2 separate regions of the Macaca mulatta genome follow, and region 2 is linked to region 1. Evidence: chromatin contacts called from public Hi-C data. All regions are on one chromosome and are shown on one strand. Each heading gives the region's core, a stretch centred on a gene start, on an enhancer-like site or on the middle of the called end of the contact. The rest is flanking DNA. Distances are from core to core; before and after follow the strand shown.

What was found. Hi-C and Micro-C count contacts between places; a contact is called where the count stands out from the background.
Region 2: a contact with region 1 is called in a Hi-C map of liver, with 4 times the contacts expected there. The contact joins the promoter of FASTKD3 here to the promoter of NSUN2 in region 1. A contact is called at or near these places in 2 of 14 Hi-C or Micro-C datasets (cortical neurons and liver).

Annotation. Positions count from the first base shown.
Region 1 is chr6:7,732,998-7,735,697 of T2T-MMU8v2.0, reverse strand. It overlaps NSUN2 (NOP2/Sun RNA methyltransferase 2), which reads left to right and starts at 1,341. Exons shown (of 19, transcript XR_001445160.3): 1 at 1,341-1,507; 2 at 1,634-1,791; 3 at 2,408-2,512. SRD5A1 (steroid 5 alpha-reductase 1) reads right to left here and starts at 1,213. Exons shown (of 5, transcript XM_001083405.5): 1 at 534-1,213. The coding sequence starts at 838.
Region 2 is chr6:8,931,875-8,934,574 of T2T-MMU8v2.0, reverse strand. It overlaps FASTKD3 (FAST kinase domains 3), which reads left to right and starts at 1,335. Exons shown (of 7, transcript XR_001445164.3): 1 at 1,335-1,374; 2 at 2,213-2,700. MTRR (5-methyltetrahydrofolate-homocysteine methyltransferase reductase) reads right to left here and starts at 1,185. Exons shown (of 15, transcript XM_078004603.1): 1 at 1,144-1,185.

The DNA of each region.
Region 1 (2,700 bases), core at 92-2,591:
CTAGTCTTCATTTTAATTTTATATTTTTACTTTTTAATTCTTTATTTTTATTTATTTAATTTTGAGACAGAGTCTTGCTCTGTCACTCAGGCTGGAGGGCAGTGGCGAGATCTCGGCTCACTGTAACCTCCGCCTCCCGGGGGTTCAAGCTCTTCTCCCATCTCAGCCTCCCGAGTAACTGGGATTACAGACAGGCGCCACCGCACCCGGCTAAGGAAACCAAACCTAGGACCACCGAGTGGCTCTTTCCAGATCAGTTTCATCATGATTTTTTCCATCACTCCCTTCTAGTCCTTCGCTTCCCGCCCTTTCTAGACGAATCCCTTCTGGTTTCCAAACTCCCGGGGCCGGGGGACTCGGGGAGGGGACCCCAGGGGCGGCAGGGGAAGGGGACCCGTGCAGATGGGGGACGCCCTGGGGGTTTGGCAGGGAGAGGGCATCTGGGTGGGGGAGGCTTCGGGGAGAGGGCACCGGGCAGTGAGGGGAAGGTCGGAGAGGACGCCGGGCCGAGGGTCGGGGGCCGGGGACGTTACCGATGCCCGTAGTGGACGAGGAACATGGCCAGGAGGATGCAGTTGGGCGCGCTGCGGAGGCGCGGGGCGGACTCGCTGGCATACTGGTAGAGCGGCAGAGCCAGCGAGGGCAGCTCCTGCACCACCCAGGCGGCCCGCGCCGGCACTCGGACCCTAAAGCTGGGCGACGCGTGGCGGCCGTACGCCAAGTTCGTCTCACGATTCCGCGCTAAGACCGCGCAGCCCACGGCGCACTGCAGGTAGGCGAGCGCGGCCAGCATGCGCTCCTCGGCCAGCAGGAGCTCCTCCGCCACCGCCGTCGCCATCGCCGGGGCTGGGTAGCGTGCTCCATGCCCCAGAGGCCGCGGCAGGCAACATATAAGGCGGCAGCGCGGGGGCGGGACGGGCGGCTACCCGAGTTCGGCACTGCCGGGACACTGCAGACAGGGTTCTCAATCCAGGCTTCTCCAGGGCAGCCGGGGCTGTGGGCGCGGCCCCGGGGGCGGGGCGAGCACCTGCGCGGGGAGGGACCTGGAAGCGCCCCGCCCACGCCGGGCCGCCGTAACCCGGCGCCGCTCTGCGGACGGGCGGCCTCAGGCTGTCCGCGGAGGTCCCTGAGACCGCGTGGGAAACCCGGGCGCTTCGCTTGGAGACGCCTTCATGGCTGCTTCCTGGAGGCTTTTTCCGCCTCAGAGCTGTCCGCGGTTTTCCCTCTCTCGCTGCTTTTAGGGAAGACGGGTTGTGCGCTTTAGGCTTATTCTTGGACGGTCCCCAAAGGTCCCCGAAAGGACCAGGCCCGGACACGTGGGGCCTTGGTTTCCGGTCGAAAGTCCCGGGAGCTGTAAAGTCTGGCCGTGGCCGGCCGGTTTGTGCGTGCTGCGTGTGCGGCCGCGTGGGCTATGGGGCGGCGGTCGCGGGGCCGGCGGCTCCAGCAACAGCAGCGGCCAGAGGATGCGGAGGATGGCGCCGAGGGCGGTGGAAAGCGCGGCGAAGCGGTAGGAGCCGGGACCCGGCGGGCGGGCCAGGGGCTCCTCGTGGGCCTCCCGGACCCCGAGGCCTCCGAAGCGGCGGCGAGGGGCAGCTCCTCGGGCCTCGGGGTAGACGTCGCTTTCCTTTCTCAGGGCTGGGAAGGAGGCTACCCCGAGATCGTCAAGGAGAACAAGCTGTTCGAGCACTACTACCAGGAGCTCAAGATCGTGCCCGAGGGCGAATGGGGCCAGTTCATGGACGCTCTCAGGGAGCCCCTCCCGGCCACTTTAAGAATTACTGGTTACAAAAGGTAGGGGGGCAGTGCCTGATTTTTTGGGAGTTGGGGCCAGGATGCTGGCGGTTAAGGGCGATGGTGTTTTCTCCGACAAGTGTTACGATGCCAGAGAACCGTGGCGTTTCAGCGGTTTGGATTCAGGAAGCATTGAGGTGGGAGCACAGGGTCCAATGAAATGGTCACGGAGGTATTGCAGGTGCAGGGTTAGAAGAGGAAATGAAAATGGGATCTGAGGAAGATTCGGTTCCTGGGGAATCTTCCAGGAGGGAAGCTGAGGGTCTTACCTTTTGGAACGTAAGAGAATATAGAGAATGCATAAAACTCCTTGGTCCTTCCCCCCTCCGTCCCACCCCCCATCTTTGTAGTTACATCTTTCTAAATGAGTCGCAAGTGAAACTAAAACTGTAGGTATACTTAGGAGAGAAGGAATGCAGTGTTGCTCTTAGGGATGAACAGTGTGGATTGCTTAAATTTTGAAGGGATACAGTGTAAAAGTAGTGACTGAAGAATGTTTACTTTGCATGCAAAAGTTGGTTTTAGTTTTAAAACACTTGTAGTCTTAAATTTAAAAAGATACAATGTATTAACTTAGCTTTCTAGATCAGTTTGAAACTTTCTTGTTTTTCAATAGCCATGCAAAAGAGATTCTCCATTGCTTAAAGAACAAATATTTTAAGGAATTGGAGGACCTGGAGGTGGACGGTCAGAAAGTTGAAGTTCCACAGCCACTGAGTTGGTAGGTACCACAATGCTTCATGCCGATTATTTGCTTGGGATATTAATCTCTATCACTTGAATTATATTTCTTGGTACTGCATTTGCTGTTAACATGAAAGAGCCTGGGTATACTTGGCAAACATCCTAATGTTTTAGTACCTGGTGCTTCTATCAACATTACATTGGTATCCAAGTTTTCAGGCTATT
Region 2 (2,700 bases), core at 86-2,585, 1.2 Mb before region 1:
TGGTGTCCCCTTTCTTAAAAAATATAAAAGCAAAAATTATATTAAAATGATAGGATTCTTGGTTCCTATTTGATTCTAATGCTAAAGAAACTAATCATAGTACTAAAGGTAACTGAAGCACATCAGTTACCTTTTTTGTATTTAATGGAAATCAAAAATACGTGAGTGTATGGGCATATTACATACAGGTGCATATAAAGAAAAAATACTTCCAATCCACTTAAAACATTTTACTAACACATGTTTTTCCTGAAGAGATAAGTAGCAGTAACACAAACGATACTCACAGATTTTTTTTTCCTTACTCATCTAATGGCTAAAACTGGTGGGCTGTCAATTTGTGGAGACAGATTTAAACTGAAACCCAAACCAAAATATTGGCTTTTCGTGAATGAACCGCCCAGAACGGCACCTGGCACAAAACAGGTACTCGACAAGTTATCTGAAAGAGTAAATGAACAATATGAAAACACTACACGTTTACAGCTCACAGAAAACGGCGGAAACGATGATGAAAATCTTACTACAGCTAAAATTTCTATCACTTCCCATGAAACACACACATCCTGAGGACTTCCCAGGATCAATCAACCCCTCAGCCCTGCTACTGCGCCACAACCCGGCACCACGTTCCCACTACTCTCAAAGGAGGCCGGAGCCCCAGCAGCCCCAGGGGCGGCGCGGAGGCGGTGGGCAGAGCTCACTGCCGCGTCCCGCCAGGTGGGCTCTCGGAAAATCCCCGGTTCCCCGGAGAGCGCCGCCCCAACCCGACACGTTCCCCCGTTCCCCGCGTCCCCGAGTGCGGTTTCCCTAGTCCTAGAAAGTGCCTGGAACCAAAGGCAGAACAGGCGGAGAGGCCCCACACCACCCAGGAGCCCCCGCGCGCAGAGATCGACGCCGATCTCCGGGACGCGCTTCCGGGGAAACCAAGGCCAAGGCCAAGCCCCAGCCCGAGGCCGAGCCCGCCCCCGCGGCGACCCCCGGAGCTCGAGGGGTGTGGGAACCATGGGCGCAAGCCGGCTGCCTCCCCCGCTCCCCGGCCCGGGCCGCCGTTCCCTCGGGATTAGTACGGGGCCAGCGGCCGGAATCCGGAAACCGTAGCCACCAGCGCTTTTACCTGCGCCGCGCCACCCGAAGACACACCTGCACAGCGCGACTTCCACCAACGCTGCGCCCGTGCGCACTGCCGTAGTGCCCATGCTCCGTACCTAGGACCAATAGGAAGTTCCGAAGGGGACCTGGACCAATCACATTGCGCGGCTGTGAGTCGTGCTCCCGCCCCGCCCCGCCCTGCCCCGCCCCGCGTTTACTACGGTGGCCCACGACGCCCAGGCGCTTCCGCGGCCACCCGGAGTGATTGGCGGGCGGAGGGCGGTAGGTGTCCACGCGGTCTCTCCGGCTGGGTGTCACAGACCTTATCGGCTTTCTCCTCAGGCTGCGCCACCCTGCCCGTGTCTCAGCGCAGGTCCCCGGGGCGCCGAGTTTTGGGGGTGCTCGGCCCGCGGGTCCCTTTCATTCCTAGGAAGACGCGCCCCGGGGCATCACGCCTGTCTGTCCTGCACACTCGTGTTCCCAAATCCTCCCGCGGCGTCTTTAGATCTGGACCGGCCGCCACACCTTCTCCCTTCATTGGTCTATGTTGTGCTTTTTCTTTTCCTACTTTGTTTCCATTGCCGACGTAGACCCTTTCCCTCAACCCTGTCTCCTGACACCGAGGGGAAACCAACAGCTTAGGGCCTTTCCAGCGCGTTTTTACTCTTGCCTTGCTCTAACCTCGCGTAATTTCATCCACTTTACCTATTCTTTGTTTGATTTCTATTCAAATGCAATTTCTTCCTTCAACCAACATTTAAGGGCCACCCTTAAGAGCTACATTGCCTGAGTTTGAACCTTAGCTCTGCCACTTAACCACCTGCATAAACTGGGCAAAGTAACTTTGCTCTTCAACTTCTACCTCATGTAAAATGATGGTAAAGGTACTTAATCTGTGTAAGTTAATAGAAAGTGTTTAGCAAGTAGTAACGATTGTTACTGTTGGATGTCAGCCACTTTTCTAATTCTAGGATGCAGAGACCTTGCTCCTCTGGTGTTTATATGTTATCCATCCTTTTTTTTTTTTTTTCCTGGTACTCGTTTGTAGTTTCAACATTGATGTTGGGTCAATCATGTTCTCAATGTATTTAACCTTGTCTTTTTAAATGTTTTAATTTAGTTATCAAATTGAGAATCTGATGGCATGGCATTAATCACCTTGAGGAAGAACCTTTATCGTTTATCTGATTTTCGGATGCATGGAGCTGCTTTGAAAAGTCAACCTCTAAATCGTGTTCACAAGGTAGTCAAGGAGCGCCTGTGCCCTTGGTTCTGTTCACGACAACCTGAGCCTTTCAGGATCAGGTTCCATCATGCCCATTGTAAAAAGTTTAATTCGAAAAATGGAAATGACCTTCATCCACTCAGTGGGCCAGTATTCTCTCAAATATCTGACTGGGTCAGGCTTGAACAAAATGTTAAAAATGGGGAGAGTCAGACGTTTTACAAGAGACTGAGCAACTTGACTTCATCAGAAGAAGTGCTAAGTTTTATAAGCACGATGGAAACCCTGCCTGACACTATGGCAGCAGGAGCTTTACAACGAATTTGTGAAGTGGAAAAAAAGGATGGTGATCAAGGGTTGCCAAAAGAAATACTGGAGAATAG